Linked DNA regions of Hordeum vulgare: region 1 is linked to region 2. The links are chromatin contacts, called in public HiChIP or PLAC-seq maps. All regions are on one chromosome and are shown on one strand. The core of a region is the stretch at or near the end of the contact, and the rest is flanking DNA. Distances in the headings are between cores, read along the strand shown.

What was found. HiChIP or PLAC-seq counts read pairs in DNA pulled down with a chosen protein or histone mark.
Region 1: a contact with region 2 is called in an H3K4me3 HiChIP or PLAC-seq map of embryo, with 8 times the contacts expected there. The contact joins the promoter of LOC123445106 here to the promoter of LOC123400672 in region 2. A contact is called at or near these places in 3 of 6 Hi-C or Micro-C datasets (leaf and seedling) and 1 of 1 datasets of contacts at active chromatin or transcription factors (embryo).

The regions. Positions count from the first base shown.
Region 1 is chr1H:458,793,911-458,799,966 of MorexV3_pseudomolecules_assembly, reverse strand. LOC123445106 reads right to left here and starts at 2,790. Exons shown (of 7, transcript XM_045122043.1): 1 at 2,419-2,790; 2 at 2,070-2,197; 3 at 751-798. The coding sequence starts at 2,716.
Region 2 is chr1H:458,585,776-458,592,183 of MorexV3_pseudomolecules_assembly, reverse strand. It overlaps LOC123400672, which reads left to right and starts at 4,488. Exons shown (of 2, transcript XM_045094661.1): 1 at 4,488-4,871. The coding sequence starts at 4,565.

The DNA.
Region 1 (6,056 bases), core at 1,541-4,040, 210 kb before region 2:
TCACACAGCATAGATACAGAAGAGCCTACAACTAAACTCACATCTTCGCCTGCATTTTTTGAAACTGTTTATCATGGAGACCAAAAAACTGTTTATCGTGGAGGTTGGTCCATTCTCGGACTATGAAGAGGATGCCAAGGCCGAGAAATGGGAGGTGATGATCATGTGCAGTGAGCATTGGCGGCACATACTCACACTGCTTGACTACGGCTTCACGCATAACTTCTAAAGTGTGTGGTGTCAGAGGCTAGCCACCACATCCGCTCTCGAACATGATAGCTGAGTCAATTACACAGGTGCTTGTCATGGTATCAACATCAACGATGACACATTCCTAGAAATGCTTTGCCCTACCACTCATCACCGTCAGATCTTAAAAATCAATGTCACCTCGTTTCTAGCATGGCACCTGGAAGTGGATTCGAGATGTCACCTTGTGGATCATGTCAAATCAAGACAAAAAACCCAGAGCACAAATGTTGGTACCATATCCATTGTTATGTGCAAAGGTTTCTAAACCGTGGTAATTTATGCAACTACCGTCAAATTAGACGGTAAAATACAACAATTACACAGTTTAATCTAAATATGTCGACACTAACACACAATATGTCAACAATTGAGCTACACCATTTAATCTACTGTAAAAAAAATATTGACCCAAACAAATCTTTCTAATGAGTGGCAACAACATTTCTATTGGTAAACCCAAATATTAGAGAGACAGGGAGGAGGGGGGGGGGGAGGAACCTCATTTTCGACTGAGTTGATAGTACTGCCAGAACTCCATAATGATTCCTACAAGATAGAATGGGACAAAAGTCAATGCATGATACTTCAGTTGTTACATTATTTTTAAGAAAACTGTGAAGTGTCCAATATAACATAACGAAGTTGTTTTAAGGTAACATGTACTGCACGATGTTGCTAGGCTCAAGATTTAAGCCAAGGTTTAAATCAACTTATTTCCCTGTCAAATAACAATGCAGTAATGATTTGCATAAATAAATATATGATATATGGGAAAATACATTCTATTACAGTGTATAGTTACACCTGGGTAGGAAAATGATTTTATACCCCTGATATCATTTTTAATATATGTTTAATTTTGTGGCTAAGTGCCATCATCCTAATCAGGTGACTTATTATTTTGCTCTACCAAGTTAGACATGATAATGCTCTGCTGCTACTTGTTACCCAATGGTCCCTAAATTAAGCATTGTAGGTGCTAGTATATGAGACCAATGACAGGTGGCTGCATGCATGCACAATACTGATTGGCAGAGTGCACTTTATATAGTTCGACTCTGGGATGTAAATGTCCAGTAAGAGTAAAACGAAAAGAGGACAGAAATTCATCTGTAGCACATATAAAGATTGTTTTCAGGTTGAAAAAAATGGTGCCAAAATAGTTCGAAAACGGAATCTTCCGCTAACACTGCTCTAGTTACAATCTTTACAATCCCCCGAACAACATAGCCCGAGGCCCGAACATGTGTATGTCAGACTCAGATTCCATGCTAGTTGAATTTGCAGTTGGAATCATGAATTTACCATGCAAGATAATATTTTATTTATGGCAAGTCTCACCACCACTATATCAGCTGGCATAGCTATTCTTTTCACCAGCATGGGCTCTGGTTTCAGCGAGGAGGTCAACCCAAACAGCACACTAAAATTTCACATCCGCCACTTCATTTATGGCGTACTCTATCACTATCTATCGCATTGTGTTCCCCTTAATTTGGCTGCAGTGAGTAAAACAGTGTGCTGAAGCGGCAGTTTTTTCGTAATTTCTTGATGTTATAAAAATTCATTAAATTAACACACGCACAAGCTCTACTTTGCTGTCACCTGATACGATGGATAATCAAATCATCCAAACGCTTTTATGTGTCTGAAACAAAGTTAAAGGATGGCAGAAGCTATCTGTCACCAAAGCATGGAAGTAATTTGTGCAACTGAAGAAGATGGCACTCTGAAGACTAAAAACTAAAGACCAACTACTGGGTGTTTGGAAATTGATACGTTGTTCTGTCGAGAACCCAATCACCAGACGCATATACCTTGATGTCTTCTTGTTCCTTGATCAGAGCCTGAATGTCCAGTCCCATCGCTTTCACAACCTCGACATATTCCTCTGAAGCATCACCTTTGTCATCCGGTGCTTTTGCATTGTTTTTCCAGAACGATTCTGCGAGCACAATTGAGGAATTTTCATGAGGAACCATCATCCTCTTGGGCATAGGCAGAAGAGTACATGTGTACCGAGAAACCCTAGTAATGTATTATTAACCTTAACAATTTCACTTTCACTTTACAGAAATATAGTAGTAGTATTAATCTTAACAATTTCACTTCCACTCTATTAATAACCTTAACAAAAAGAACCCAATCGGTTAATTTCTAACGTACCCAATCGGTTGAGCTGCAGCTGCAGCTGCTCGATCTCCAACCGAACCTCTCGGCCGACACCCTCCTCCCAAGCGGAACCAACGGAGGCGGCGCACTGTCCCGTGCGACCGCCGTCGTAGCGGGGTAGGGCGAAGAAGGTGGCGAGGAGCGCGGCCGCGATGGCGAGGGCGGCGCAGGATCGGCGGAGGTCGCCTGCGCTGCCGGAGGAGTTCTGGCGGGTGAAGAGGGAGAGCAGGCGGAGGGGGAGAAGGAAGGCGATGACGACGGCGAGGATCGCCGAGTCGACCCTCATGGCCATGGACGGAACAATCCCCTGCTGCGAGTGGGCTCTGGGCTCGAATTTGCAAGATGGGGGGGCTGAGGCGAGTTGTTATTGTCAAGACAATTCCTTAAGGCCTTGTTCCTTGCAACGGATTTGAAGGGGATTAAAATGGATTAGGGAGGATTAAACCGAACAAGCCCTGAAAGGATTGGAGGGGATTGAAGTGGAATTTGACTGATAGGGGATCTAATCCCTCTCAATCCCCTCCAAACCCCTTCAATTCTCAAACAACCGAACAAGGCCTAAAGCGTAAGGGGATTGGAATGGATTGGGGAGGATTAAACCGAACAAGCCCTAAAGGGTCTCATTTTGCAAATTGAAAGATGTAAAATAGGAAGTGTAAAAAAATTTACATCTTTAAAAAAATGTTTTTTACATCTTTAAAGAAATGTCAACTCCAACAGAATGGAGATGTAAAAATGCAACTTCAGCAAACTCAAGATGTAAAAAGTTGTTGATAGTCGCGCGACTGCTGTTCAGCCGGCTGCGGGTTAGACGAAATCGGTGGGTTGTGGGTTGTGCAACCGTTCGGCGGCGGAGAGTGCGGGCGCCGGCGCCGGCTTAGCGCAGTAGATGGCTGCAGCTCGGCACAGAAGAAGGCGGGAGCTCGGCGATGCACGGCCGGAAGAACGACTGAGGTGGGCGGCCGTCGAGCGGATGACATGGCGCACCTCCTCTACCTCCGGCGGGGGGGAGGCTTGGCTAGGAAGAAGCCTAGCCCATCCACGACCTTGCCATGGAAGGCATTACGTCGGCCGGACCGACGGACAAGCTTCGATTCGAAACGGCGACCGAAAAGTGTCGCGGTTTTGTCACGGCATATGTCCTCATACAAGAACTTAGGTGTGGAACCACCGCACTTGTGTGGCGGCTTGAGAGGGGTTGGTCGAAATCGAGAGACGCGATTTTACCGAGGTTTGGTCCCTTCGATGGAGGTAAAAGCCTACGTCATACTTGTGTTTCATTAATGAAGATGATGATCTCGATCACAAGGGTGCAGAATCTCTACCTCTAATCTTTCGGGTGTCTAATTTGTCTATCTCTAATGACTTAAACTTGTCATGACTCAACCTAACTTGTCCCTCTTGGGGCACCTTACCCCTTCTTATATAGGTGGAATGGGTAGGTTTTACATGTAGAGTCCTACTAGGAGTAAAACTAGGACTAGTCTCTCTTGAATCCTAATTCGGGTCTTGTTTTCTTCTCGTGGGAGTCTTTCCTCTTCTTGGACCTTCTCTTGTGAGTCGGTCCTCTTGGCCTCTCTATGAGTCGCCTTATGTCGGGGTGTACGTCGGGCTTTGGGCCTTTGTCGTTTTATCTGAGTCGCCTGCGAGGTCATTGTATGAGTCGCCAATGAGTCTCCAAGTCCCAGTCGGGTCATACTTCAAGTCGGGTTACACCGTGGGGTATATCCCTGACATTAGCCCCTAGGTTAGCTTGAATTTATTCATAGTAAGCTCTTGAAATAAGAATAACAAATACAAGGGCAGACCTACGTTATAAGCTATGGGGCAGCTCCCCACTTGATTTTTTGCATCGGTTTATAGTGCTACCATACGATCCATTAATGCCCCCACTAAGCGTGATGACCTGCCCCCACTAAGCCTAATTAGTTGGATATTTTTAGAAGCCCATCGTAACAAAAACAGCCGGCCACAACCTGTAGCGTAACTCTGAACCCTGCCTAGTAGCAGCCCCGCACGTACAGTCCAACACTATCTACGAAAATACACGGAAGCAGTCGCCTCGATCTCAAACCGTCGCGTATTCACCGGCTCATTGCGGCGATGCCCGCAATCGTGCATCGTCGACACTCTCCATCATCCGTCCCTTGCTGCTCCTATTCCTGGCCGGCGAGGTTGCAACGGCACACCGACACTTAGGCGTCACGGCGCCGGCGCTGACGACTTTGATCTCATCTCTTCAGTCCTGCAATTTCCTAATTTCAGTTGACACCAAGGTAAACCTCTAGAACCTTTTTATGCAAACTTTTTGTGTGTTTGCTTCTATGTTAAAAACCATCTTAGTCTTGTTAATGTATGTATAATTTAACAGTTTGTGTGATTAGATCAGTTCAAAGATTTTTCCTATTGACACTTGAATTTTTGGCACTTAATGTTACAGGACAACTAATGGAGAGTTTTTTCAAGAAATCAACAACTTCCTCGATGCCCGAACTAGTTGATTTGGAGAAGCTTCCTAGGAATCCATCTAAAAGGAAGGGATTATAGATTACAATCAGAATCAGCATCAGGATATATGAAGGAAATACTTGATGTGGGGGGCCCATCGACCTCGTCCGAAAAGTTTTAAGCCAAGGGTGATTGGGAAGATCAATAGGTATTTCAATCCTGATTGGTATGAGGAGTATGGTGGTAATTGGCTAGAGTATAGTGAGGCAGAGGACAATGCATATTGCTTGTGTTGCTATTTATTCAGGGACAACGTCAAGCCAGTGGGATTCTTAAATAATTTCAATCATTTGATTCTATATTCTATCTACACATGATGATGATTATATTTTCTTTAACAAATGGGCTATCTAAAACCTTTCAGAGAAAGGATATGAATATTGTAAATGCCATATCAGATGTGGAATCTACTAAGAGAGAGCTACAAAGGCTTAGATCCGAGCATGGTTGGAATGATCTTCTAGACAAGGTACGTTCTTTTTGTAAAAAGAATGACATCTTAGTGATGGATTTGGAGAATGATTATGTGAATCCAAAGAAGACAAGGCAAAGGACCGGCATTAACAATGAGCATCATTATCAGATCGATTGTTCTTTGTTGTCATAGATATGTTGGTAGAAGGGTTAAATATCAAATTCAATGTTATCAATTCCAAGTTACTTTGTTGTATGTCAGCTTTGAGTCCAAGTGATCAGTTTGGCCACCATAATGTTGAGAAGTTGATGAAACTGGCTCAGTTTTATCCTGATGACTTCAGTGATTTGGGAGGTCTTGAGAATGAACTTGATCTCTATTTGGATAATGTAACCCATGATACAAGGTTTGCTAGCTTGGGTAATATTGCTGATCTGGCTGAACTGATGGTGACTACAAAGAAACATCTTTCTTATCCTGCAGTGTACCGACTTATAAAGCTAGCACTGACTTTGCCTATTGCCACTTCAACCGTTGAGAGGTGCTTCTCAGCTTGAAGATTGTGAAGAATGCTCTACGTAACAAAATCAGTGATGATTTCATGAACCATAGCCTTATTTGCTTTGTAGAAAAAGAATTGTTGAACAAAATTCCAAATGAAGTGATAGTTAAATGTTTTCATGTGGTGAAAGAACGTCGTGGGATGAAA
Region 2 (6,408 bases), core at 3,239-5,738:
ATACTTTGATAACAAATGTGTGACCATGTATAGTCCTCAGGTTAGCGCTCCTCGTCTTCATTCTCTCGTGGTCTTCGATACCGAGCCTCTCCAACACATATCTTCTTGCATGGCAAGGAAGGAACATATCTCCATTCTCATCAAGCTTCATGCTGAAAAACCTATCGTCTCGGAGGTGAGGCGTGTCGCACATACCTCGACAGTCGCCGCAATATTCACACTCCCAATATTCATCGTCAGACATTTCCTGTTTTAATGTGGTAATTTAACTTATAATCCATGGAACATGTTTGTAAATGTGTAAACAACAACCGTGACACTATATCGAAAAATTGAACATCTATATATAAACAAAAACATGAATAATAAAAAGGGACCTATATTTGGTCGGAATGTTGATTCATTACCCTTTCCGGCAATTCCCAAGCACTCCATATGTCCTAGTTTCTAGCACTAGTCATGTCAAAATTTACGGAAATTTTGGGCATGACCTTTGCTAAATAGTGGACATATGGAGCGCGTGAAATTTGCCGGAATGGAAATGAATCAACATTCCGACAAAACATAGGCCACTCGGACATTCCGTCAAAACTTAGCACAATTTAGCAAGCAAAAGTGAGAAACTCACTACTATTTTATGCATTAACACCAACAAAAGGATGATATTTGTAGTCTTCATTAATTTATTAATTAATTAATTAGTTAATTAGTTGGTTAGTTAGCTCATTCATCATCTTTGTGTGAGTATTTCTATCCCTTGGATGAACAATGTCCAAAATGTCATGCAAGTGATGTAGGTTGGTGAAATATGTATGTGCCCTTTTTCCTCTCCAAAGTTTCAATAAGTTGTTTGAAACCATTGGTTGTCTAATTCAAACATAATGTGTCTACTTACATGAAATTTACAAACATGAATGATTTATTTCACATTCTTTACATAATATTCAAGTGTGAACCATAGGATTTTTTTCCTTCTTTCTAGTTAGCCCATTAAAGATCTTCAACAAACGTATCTTGATTTTCTCTAGATGACATCTTGAACCGATGGCCCTAAAATCAAAATGGTAGCAGCCTTGGGGTGCCTAGAGCGAGAGGGGAGGGGGGCGGCGGTGCCTGGAGGGGGTGGGGGGCTTACCGGAGCGGGATGGGGAGGGGGCTTACCAGAGCGGGAGGGGAAGGGGGCTTACCAGAGAGGGAGGGGAGGGGGGCGGTGGCGACGACGAGGGAGGCGACGACGACGACGACGACGACGACGAGGGAGGCGACAACGACGGCGGCGAGGGAGGCGGCTACGACTTGAGATCAAGGAGAGAGGGGGGCGGGGGAGTGGGGGAGAGTTAGGAAATTTTTAGGCACGGCGTGGGGTGTTAACTCAACATAGCAGTAGCGGTGGTTCCGGAGGAGCGCTACTGCTATTGTACTTAGCAGTAGCGCTTTTACCATGCCGGCGCTGCTGCTACAGCTACTGTCGGTTACCTCGTTGGGCCCCTTTTAACAGTAGCGCTGGATGCAACGCATCGCTACTGCTATGGACCTTAACAGTAGTGCTGGATTAGGAACGACGCTGCTATTATAGCTACTGCAGGTGGCCTCGTTGGTCACTGTTTATCAATAGCGCATAATATAAGGCCAGCGCTACTGCTAAGGACATTAGCAATAGCGATTTGTTTTTCGAGCGCTACTGCTAAGTAGCAGCAGCGCTTTCTACTTTCAAGCGCTACTAACAGGCTCCTACCTATAAGGTTTTTCCTAGTAGTGCTAACCCCACATAGAACTTGCACGTAGATCATGGGTTAGTACACAAAGCGTAATGGACAATGCTTACCATACCATGGAATCACATGATCCCTCTCGGTACATCTCGTACGCTTTGTTTGTTCATCATCTTAATTAACTCTTTGAATTAGTCTTTATCAACCTTGTAGCTTATCTTCTCTCTTCATAAATATGATGTCTTGAAGGTAAACATGAATGTTCAGACAATCTTCTTCTCGAAAACATGCTTGCAATAAGCTCAACTCTCAAATGAGCAATCTTTGGATAAAACCTAGAATACCACCTTGGTCACCATATAAACTCCTTGAAACCATCAGATAAACTTCAAGAAGTGTCTATGAACAAATCCTTCGAATATAACTCAAGACTACCATTAGTCCATATGGATTGCATCAATTAGCAAAACTATACATGGAGAAATATGCTGTAAGGGGCGCGTCCTGTTGGCTTAGCACCATTAGGTGCCCACTGTGTGGTATTTCTTTGCTTCAGTAATTATTAAATATTCCATAAAAATCATCATAAAATTTCACGTCATTTAAGGTCCAGATTTTTTTTAACTTTTTATATGGCTTACAAGTTTAGAATTTCAGTTTCACACAATTTCTCTCTTTGGACAGACCTTGCAAATTAAGAGAGAGAAAACATTAGAATTCTACCATAAAGTGGAATAATTACTAAGAACAATATAAATATCAATAAGACACCATGATGCAAAATGGACATATCACCAGTATTTTTATATATTCAGAAAATATTCTCCATAAAATTTCATATCAGTCCAAAAAGTTTTATTTCTGCACAAAAAAACAACACTATAAAAGTTATGTTGAAAACAACGTAAGTGTGAGTTAGTTTCATTCAAATCATGGAGATTAGAGTTGAAAATAAGAGCAAAAATGTGTGGAAAAGTGAACATATCTGGGAAGTATCACCGAACGAGTTCCTCCCTGGTCCCGACGGATTCTTTAAATGGTGATTACCAAGTTAGGACAAAAACCTAATTTTGTGGGAGTATGTATTCTTACTCACATTTGAATTCATGTTGACACATTCAGTACACTTGTCATTGTTCATCGTCTTCATCGTATATCATTTTTGCTTCTATTATTTTTCTCCCACGTGTTCGAGGAAAATCTTTGAAATATATATAAAAAACCGCTTACTTTTTATTTCGCTTCTTGTATGATTAGATTGTAGAATTGAAAAGAAAACCTGAAAGACTTCTCCTTTCTTCTTTTGTGTTTGTTGTGAGTTCTTCGATGTAAATATTTTCTCATTTTCCGTCCTTCTTCGTTCTTTCATTTTGTTCACAAAAACTAAAAACTTCAAAAATATTTCAGAATATTTCTCTGAACTCTTATTACTTGACAAAAATCTTTGAAAATAACAAAATGATTTCCTTATTTCTCTTTCATTTCTTCTTCGCTTTTCCTTTTTGCTCTTTTACTTTTTTCTACTTTCTTGAGTCTTGGGTTTCAAAAGGAGAAGACACCAAAAATAATTCCAAATGGCTCTTATAAGCTTCATTGCCAATCTAATGAAAGACCGAATATTTTCTTGTCTTCTCATGTTTACAAAGAGTGTGTAGATTTTAGCTTAGTCCACAACACACTTACACTATTTATATTCTTCACATCGTCCGGTCGTGTAACCGAGAGACAATAATGATGATGATTTGATGAAGTGGTCGTTGTGATATGAAATCTACCTGTTTTTGTAAATATGTTTACCATAGCGATCTTGATTTAGTGTATCATGGGTAAACATGTGTATGATGATGATTAGAATTCATAGTTGTGCATCCTATGCTTAAGTGGTAGAAGTGGATAATATGTTATCTTGCGTGTCAATATGTATTAAAATAATTATGATATACTCCCTCTGTATCTAAATATAAGTCTTTTAAGATTTTTTACTAGGTGTCTACATATGGAGCAAAATGAATAAATCTATACTCTAAAATATGTCTATATACATCCATATGTAATCCATTAGTTAAATCTTTAAAAAGACTTATATTTATGAACGGAGGGAGTACTATGTTAGAATGATATCTTTCTCTGAAAAAATTAAGTGGTGGCGTCGCACATGGATGCAGCCATCCGGGAGCGTGGCGTGGCGTGGACAGCGAGCTCACGAGGGAATAGCACTAGTGAGTGACGGCTTCATGGTGCTTGAATTCAATGGTCGGAGAGTTGTTGCAAGAGAGAAAGCAATTTGGATCGGGAGGGCACTGGGAGTTGTCCGGGGAGCTCGGTAATAGCCGCTCCGTCATTTTTCATTTTCTTTAATATTTGGATCGAGAGGGCGTATGAGTTTAATGCCGTCATTTTTCATTTTCTTTAAATTTTATTTTGTCCAAGCTAATGAAAACCGTGAGATAATAATTCTAGATAAATTAATTTCCGTAAGCACGGTCGTTATGCATTGTGCATCCCTGACACGAACATGAAACGGTGTCACAAAATTGAAAGAATTCACAGGCAAGGAAGCGCACAAACACCGCGCTTGCAGTCCAAAATATTCAAGCTCTCGCCACACCTCCCGCCAGTCCACCGCCCCGAGCTTCGCGCCACGTCATCAATCCGCGGCATGTCTCCCCCGGAACCCGATCTGAACCGTGCATTCCGTACGCATCGAACGGCAGGCACAGGCCTCCTCCCGCCTATCGTCCACCTTAAAAGCTCCGTCTCCCCTTCCTACAATAGGCACACCGATCGGCAATCCCCACCGCCCCTCCCACTTCCACATCTGCTCGCAGCTCGAAGAGGATCAGTCGTCAGCCATGTCCGGGCGCGGCAAGGGGGGCAAGGGGCTCGGCAAGGGCGGCGCCAAGCGCCACCGGAAGGTGCTGCGCGACAACATCCAGGGCATCACCAAGCCTGCCATCCGTCGCCTGGCGAGGAGGGGCGGCGTGAAGCGCATCTCCGGTCTCATCTACGAGGAGACCCGCGGCGTGCTCAAGATCTTCCTCGAGAACGTCATCCGCGACGCCGTCACCTACACCGAGCACGCCCGCCGCAAGACCGTCACCGCCATGGACGTCGTCTACGCGCTCAAGCGCCAGGGACGCACCCTCTACGGATTCGGCGGCTAGGCCCGCTGGTGGTCATCAGTCTTCCTGCAGACTCCGATTGCTTGATGAGGCCGCGACTTGTGTAGTTCTCTGTTTCCTCTGTACTTCGAACTGAATCGTGCAACAAAGATATTCGCTTCTGTCGTTGGAAATCAAACTTGTCTCTCCAAATATAGTGCTTGTGATTTTGTCTTGCTAGTTGGTCTGCTGCATCTCTGTTATGTACGATTGTTGGTTCTTCGTCGCTCCCTGCAGATTAGAAAAGATTGGTCAAACCTCGACTTGTTCAGTTCGCTATTCCCTCTGTGCTTGATGTGCTTTCATAGGAGCCTGCAAAAGTCTGAATTAGAAGATCTAAAAACAGTTGTGAGCAATAACCTGTGAATCCTTGAGTCCTAAAAAAGTGAACTCCAGTAAGCGATGAAAAATGAGAATAGCAATGGTGCATTGCATTCGAGCAAGTTAATTGTCGATTATCTTCAGTTCTCAGGAACGGTTCGGATGAAGGAAAAGTAATCCATCATTGGAGGACATGCTACAGCAATGCAGCAAGTATACCAAGTTGAATTCACATGCACAATGAATTGGCGACTTACCGTTTTCTGGGCTTGATATATGCCGTCCAGATATAAGAAGAAAAAGAAAAGAAGTCTGCCGGTTGTAGATAACTGAAGACAATCATTGTCATTTCGATAGACAAAATTCCACAGACACATCACAATATTTCAATACATTCTTTCTTTGATACCTACAGGTTTGGCCACCCTCCCACATGAATAATCTCAGGAACACCTATATGAAACCAAATATTTTGATACAAGGAGATGACTCGATAAAAAACTGAAGGCAAGACACACCCACAAGTGCAGAAATGCACAATAGAAAGGTCTTCTAATTATGAAAAATAATTAAATAAATACTAACAAAATTTGGCACTCTTGCTAAACTTATGCACAATTATAATGGTGGAGAAAGTTCTAAAAAAAACAACTATCAAGTATGGGCAACCGGATGACTGAAATTTAATAGGTGGAGAAAAGGAGTACCAAGTACTTTCGTATTGTGTTTACTCGATTCACGAATCTAGCGCAACCATGCTTTCCAAGGTGTACACACCTGACACCACAACAGCTCTGAACTTTAGATTGCTGTCATCAATCAAACAGAACACGAGAGTGCTCGGATGTGGATTGTAGTGCATTTAATCTTGAGGATTAGAACGTCGGTTTAGAGACCGGGTTTTAGGGATACTGAATTATTTTACCACCTGTATTTTAAAAAAGATGAAATATTGTATTTATAAGTCAAAAAGTTGACAGGTCCCCTCGACGCTATTGTCCATGCATGAATAAGGCCCTGGAGGAGGCTGCGCAGACAGATGCGGAAATGCAGCAGCTTCTTAGAGCCGCCGTCGAGGCGCACTTCCGGGCCATCGAGGCCGAAATACACTATTCAGAGCTTAAGATGTTAATTTTAGGCATTTTTTTACGTCCCGCCCACATCCCACTCTTGTTAGTTGTAATAATGGGTGGGGCCATGTTTTTTTTATTCGC